Linked DNA regions of Pan troglodytes: region 2 is linked to region 1. A link is a contact called in public HiChIP or PLAC-seq data. All regions are on one chromosome and are shown on one strand. Each heading gives the region's core, a stretch centred on a gene start, on an enhancer-like site or on the middle of the called end of the contact. The rest is flanking DNA. Distances are from core to core; before and after follow the strand shown. Region 1 holds the start of MARCHF3 (membrane associated ring-CH-type finger 3). Region 2 holds the start of LOC134810104.

What was found. HiChIP or PLAC-seq counts read pairs in DNA pulled down with a chosen protein or histone mark.
Region 2: an H3K4me3 HiChIP or PLAC-seq map of stem cell-derived excitatory neurons shows a contact between it and region 1, with 2.9 times the contacts expected there. The contact joins the promoter of LOC134810104 here to the promoter of MARCHF3 in region 1. A contact is called at or near these places in 1 of 7 Hi-C or Micro-C datasets (stem cell-derived neural progenitor cells) and 1 of 1 datasets of contacts at active chromatin or transcription factors (stem cell-derived excitatory neurons).

The regions. Positions count from the first base shown.
Region 1 is chr4:124,793,460-124,796,445 of NHGRI_mPanTro3-v2.0_pri, forward strand. It overlaps MARCHF3 (membrane associated ring-CH-type finger 3), which reads right to left and starts at 1,563. Exons shown (of 5, transcript NM_001280477.1): 1 at 1,142-1,563.
Region 2 is chr4:125,058,678-125,061,663 of NHGRI_mPanTro3-v2.0_pri, forward strand. It overlaps LOC134810104, which reads right to left and starts at 1,460. Exons shown (of 3, transcript XM_063811502.1): 1 at 427-1,460. The coding sequence starts at 972. MEGF10 (multiple EGF like domains 10) reads left to right here and starts at 825. Exons shown (of 25, transcript XM_016953721.4): 1 at 825-905.

The DNA of each region.
Region 1 (2,986 bases), core at 313-2,812:
ATTTCTAGAGACAAACACTTCCTTCTCCCTCACCAAAACTGCAAGTTCAGGCCAAATATTGAATGAAAATAGAACTTGAGAGGCAGGCTTTGTTTGTAGCATGTTGTTTCTGCTAAGAGTTGCCCCCTACCCAGGCTCCACCCCAGTGGTCGGACTGAAGCGTACATGTTATGTTTTAACAGATGGGCCGGCTGGCGGCTGCTGGGCTGTAAAACAGGAACGCGGAATCTGCACTGAGTGGTATTGAACTGAACGCTCGTAAAGTTCATGGACATACTCTGACCCAGACAGACCAGGCAGATGCAGACATGCTTACGCATACACACTCACTAACACCCCACAGCTCAGAGGATCCATCTCTGTGACCCAAGGGAAGTTCAAGGCTGAATTTCCCCTTCATATATTTACCTCATTCACCTTTTAATTTTATATATACACACACTCACACATACACACGTATATATGTGTGTATATGCGCATCTACATCTTCATATACACATACAGAACTATATATCTCAACATTTTCATGTATTTTCAAAGGTCTAAACATCCCCAAATTCTGGACCTGTTTCTGTCTAGTATTTTCAAAAGCTCTTATTCATGTCAAATAAGAATTATAAGAAAATATCGTATTGAATTCTATTTAGTCCGCACATAATATAAACTACATGCATGTAGTTGGTCTCAGAAAAACAAGCTGCTTTTACCCCCTTACCATTAAGGGGGAAAAACAATCTAACCCAGACCGAGTCACAAACGGAGTGTCAGGTTTAACCTTGAGTTCTCTGCTGTCAATTCCTGACTCAACTTCATCACTTAAACACGCAGGTGCTCAAACAAACACCAACCGACCAGGCTGGCAATCCCTTTCGCAGCCTCTAGGATTCTCCAAGGCTCTGGGCACCAGAACCGACAGCAGCTCCCGCCTGGTCCTAACGAAGTCCTTCGGACACCCCTTGCGGGTGGATGTGGAGGTCCGAGCACCTCAGGAGGGTCATGGATTCAAGTGCTAATAGAAAGCAATTACTTTAGAAAGTTCAAAGCCCAGCAGTGCTCTCAATTCCTCTCAGTAGCTGCAGAGCACTGAAGCCCCCGCTACAGAACCCGGCTGGTACTCCAGTTCTCTGGCGCTGAGACCCACCTTGAGCCCGATGAGCGCTCGCTCAGCCTGGAGATCCAGACGCGGACGCCGGGTCTTACCGTACCGCACAGCGCGGGTAATTTTTCAGGAACCGTGGTCCGCACGCCGCGGGCGCGGAGGCCGCCCCAGCGCTCCATGTCGTTGCCGCAGAGGGGCAGGGGACGCGTCCCGGCCCCACCTACCCATGTCAATTACGCCAAGTTGGTGCGGACTGGAACCGCGTCCCGGGCGGAGTTGGGATGCTTTGACAACAAGAAGTTCGGGAGTGGGGATATTGGCACGGAGTAAACCCCGCCCAGCCTTGACCTCCCCACAGCGGTCACGCTCGGACGAACGGACCGCCGAGCGCCAGGACGCGTCCCGTCCCCTCTCGCCGCCGCCGAACCGCGCCGAGAGGAGCCGCTAGCCCGGCGCGCGGCCACTCACCGTCCTCGCCGAGTCCCGATAGCAAACCGACGTCCCTGCTGCGGTTCTAAGTGCCAAGTTGCCCCCAGTCGGTGGCTGCTCACGGCCCAGTGGACCAGGGCACATTGGTTCCGGCGGGCACCTCAGGGGGAGTGCGGCAAGCCTGGCGGCCGCCGCGGCTACACAGTCGCCCACAGCGCGCTGACAATTCACGGACCTGCTCAACGAGTGAGGCGGAAAGCAGGGCTAAGCAAACCAGGCTCTGGAGGGGAGGCGGGGCCGCCGCTAGGGGCGGAGCCAGCCCCGGGGCGTCATCAGCCCATGACTGGCGGAGCCGACAGCCAGTCGTGGTGGCGCTGGGACCGCCCCGTAACCGCCGTCCAGTCGCCTGCGGCCGAGGGCAGGCTGGCGAGACGCGCCGGCGGCGGGGAAGTTGGTTATTGCGAAGTGCCGTGGCTGCCGGCGGGCGCTGCGGGACTCTCTGCAATGGGACCCGAGCAGCTCTGGAGGGAGGCGGCGGCCCCAGAAGGCCGTTGGCTGAGAGAGACCAGGAGCCCTCGGAGCCGCCGCGCGCATAGCGCTGTGGAGCAAGAAGCCAACCGCAGCGCGGGTCGACACGCCAGTATCTGGCACCGGCAGGAGGCGCGGAACTTAGCTGCCCCATCGGAACCCCGCCCGGAGGAAGCTGAGGGCCCAGAAAGGATGAATTCCGGACCGGGTCGCCCAGCCACAAGTGGAAACCTGGGCTCTCTGGAAAACGTTCTGATCTCGATCTGGCTATCTCTGAAACAAAACTCCAGCCCCGCAAACCTCCCAAAGTTCAGTACACGTCCCCGTCCTCACCCCTGCCCTCCGGGCCACCGGCAGCGGGGGACTTACCGGCGCCTCGGGTCTCCTCCTCCCGACCCAGCGCGTCGCGGACACAGCTGGCGGCCAACAGGAGGCTTGGGCGCTCGACGGCGCCAGAACCTGTGAGACCGTCGCTCTGGGCGGGCTGCCGTGCAGGGTGGCATCCTCTGCGGTGACTTCTGCTGTCTTTTGGGTCCGCCAGGATTCCAAAATCCCAGGCGGGTCGCTAGAATTATCCATCTTCGTGGACAGGAAGTCCCAGAACGAACCACATCTGTCCCACTCTGCTTCCGCCCTCCTTCCCCTTCGCAAGCTCCTGGCTGGGATGGAGACATCGGACGAGCTCGGAGATCCCGACCTCTCAGGGGTCACTCGCGGCCGAACAACCTGGAATATGGCCTTGTGGGCCCTTCCCGCCCAACCCCCTAGGACCCCACTGCTCATCTTGTCAACCAGTTTCTGAGCCCCTACCCTGGCTGCAGCACGTGCTCGCACAGGCGCGCTGAGCTACTAACATAGAATCAAAAGCAGGGAGTTGGGTGTTCTTGCTTTCCCGCTGAAACCTAGAATGTAAACAAGCCCTAGACCGTC
Region 2 (2,986 bases), core at 210-2,709, 270 kb after region 1:
GACCTGGGGGGATTTTCCTGCGCGTCCGGGGAGTTCTCTCTCCGCCCCTCCATGGTAAAGCAGACTATCCCACCCTCCACCCTCTGCCTTCACCTCCCCGCCCCACCTTTCCATGTACTTTGCTGCCACATCACATTCTCTGGCACAGCTTAATCACCATCCTTTCTGGGTCCCACCTTTGCGCTTTCTCCCCTGACACCACTGAGGACCCGCCGTCCACTCCAGTTGGCCGCTCGGGCGCCGGCCACCGTCCCACAAATCCTTACAGAGGGTCTAGAACACCTCCCAGGGACTCTGACGAGGGACTTGCACCCAACGTGGGTTGGGAATCAGGCGGGCACCCACTCTGACACCCCTTCGGTCACCCCCTGCGGTGACCCCAACATTTGCTAACTTCGCGACCAGGCCTTTGGCGGGGTCACCCACCAGGCGGTGGAAGCCGCTCAGGCAGGGGCGACTCACGATCGAGGTGCAGCAGTCAGGCCGGGAAGATCCTGCATGTTGCGCTTGGGACTGCGCGCGGCGCCAAGCTACAACCCCCCAGCGGCCACTGCCCCGGCAGCAGCAGCTGCAGCAGCGGCAACTGCTCGAATCCCGGCCCCGGCTCGGGTTACCCGCCCCCACCCCCTCCAGCATCTCGGGCCAGACAGAGAAAACCTTGTTCAAGTTTGCAGCAAGTACTTTCCCGGTGCGCAAAACTGGGCGACTGGGAACGCGTTGAGACGTTCCTCTTTCCCGCTTCTCCACCTTTACGCCTGAAAGAAGACTCCCAAAGATCGCTTTCTTCTGGGACGCTGCTTGGACGCTAACCGCGTTGATTGGAACAGATTTTGTGTCTTGGCTGGCTTTGGGTGAAGACCGGGGAGAAAAGGTTGCGCTGCGATTCTCAAGATCTCTGGACCTGGGTAAGAGTCGGGCAAACTCAACTCCGGCGGCTGCTGGACCTTGGCCGGACGCCGGAAGGCTTCTCATGGGCGGGGGTCACATTTTCCTTAGCCAGGGTACCGGGGTGCGGCGTGAGGTGGGGCGAGATGGGCTCAGTCTGCGTTGTTCATGGGCTTCTTAAGGGTTTATTGTTGTTTGCATTTGGTTTTGTTACATGGGATTGTGTAGGAAAATCCTGGAGTATTTTTGATGGAGAGACATCCTCATTACGCATTTTATTTTGCATAATTCCTGCCCTTGTATTGCCTTACCTTGTGTTTGTTTCATTTTGCCGGGCGATATAGCTGGATGTAGGGAGATTTGTGGGGAATCGGACTGAGCTTGAAAGGCAGTTTCAGCTGGGCCCTTTCTTCTAGGTCAGTTGAACTTCCTTTCTGGGATCTTCACTGTTCTCTAAACTTCTCTTTCTCCCGTCCTTGGTATTCAGATTGTGCAGATAACGCTCTAGGCTGGCGGGATGCTCCCCCTTCCTGAGTTCTCAGCGATCAGTAGGGGTGTGAGGTCGCAGTCTTAGACCAAAGGGGCCTTGTCAGTATGCTTGGCTCCTTAAGGAGTGCTGGGAGGGACGGTTTTTCAAGTGATAGTTACTTAAGAAAGATAAATCCGGTGTTGATCTTTTTCTTTTAAATTCCTTGTTAGAGGACTTTTACGCCTGGTTTAAGGAAGTGTTTTGGCCTTAATTTTCTTTCTGGAAGTATTTTTCTTAGTGACACCACTGAGCAAATGAATGATGGCAATATCTTTGCTGCTGCTTTAGAAAATATCCTCATGCAAGGACCCACATTGTTTAGGAGAAAGTCAAAGTTGGAGATCTTATTAGCCAAAATTAGCCATTATTATTGTTCTTAGGCTGTGATAACCATGCTGTGCCAAGGCAGAAGAGAATGACATTTCTTCTTGTTCTTCTTGCCTTACTCCTTTATATCCTGGGTCTCACTTTGTGTATAGGGTTCCCAAATAAAAATGCTTCATTCCTTATGGACAGAAATACTGGGGCCAACTTATATTATCCAGAAATGTCATCTTCCTGACACGAGTGCTCCAAGAGGTCAGCTTGCAGGGAACTTTTAATTTTACCACTGAGAGGTCAAAGAGTTCAGTTGGTAAACTCTGGGCACCCGCCAGCCTGGGTTCAGCTCACAACTCTGCCACTTTTCAGTTCTGTGATTTTGGGGTAAGTTACTTAATCTGTTTATCCACATATGTAAAATCAAAATGATAATAATAGCACTTACATCAGACAATTGTTAAAGGGATTAAGTAAGTTAATGCATGTGAAGGACTAACAAGCCTGACACATAGTAGGCACAAATTAGCTTTATTATTATTGTATAGCTAGCATTAACTATTGTTGTATCCCTCTAGTATAGCTTCTATTAGCTGTCAGTAAGTGCTAGCTATTATTCCTATTTGGATGGACTTTGAAGACTGTGCTCATCTGTAAGCTTCACTACCACCTATTGTCAAACTTAGCTCAGACATGATCTTTGTATTGCTTTTTTGTTGTGGCACTTTCAGTTGGAAAAATAAAGGTGTATATGGCAGAGCTGGAATTTATAGGGTGGTGGGTCATGGATGGGCACCAAAGACTACTTGGAACAGGTGAGGAGGTGGGAAATCTACACTCAGTTCACAGCGTGTATACCTCCTTGGAAATCCTTTGCATTAATATACTTTCTTTAACCTATTTTTTAGAGGTCACTCATTTGTTCAGTAAGTATTTATTAAACATCTATTACATGTCAAGCACTGTTTTAGGTTTTATATTTTAAAAATGGCTATGCATGAGTATTGGCTTTATGTGCCTCCTCCCATTTCAAGTGTGTGACCTAGCACTCTATAAATTAAATCCCAAGTATTTTTAGCTACACAATTTCCATACCTGTTAAAATGCTCATAAGAGCACATAAAAAGCACGTATCATTGAGAAATTGAACAACATATTCCTTATGACCTCAAGCAGATTGCTTTTCTCCATTTAGGCATCAGTTTTATTATGTATAAACTTGTGTTGAGAGGTGGGGAAAGAGTAGAATAATCT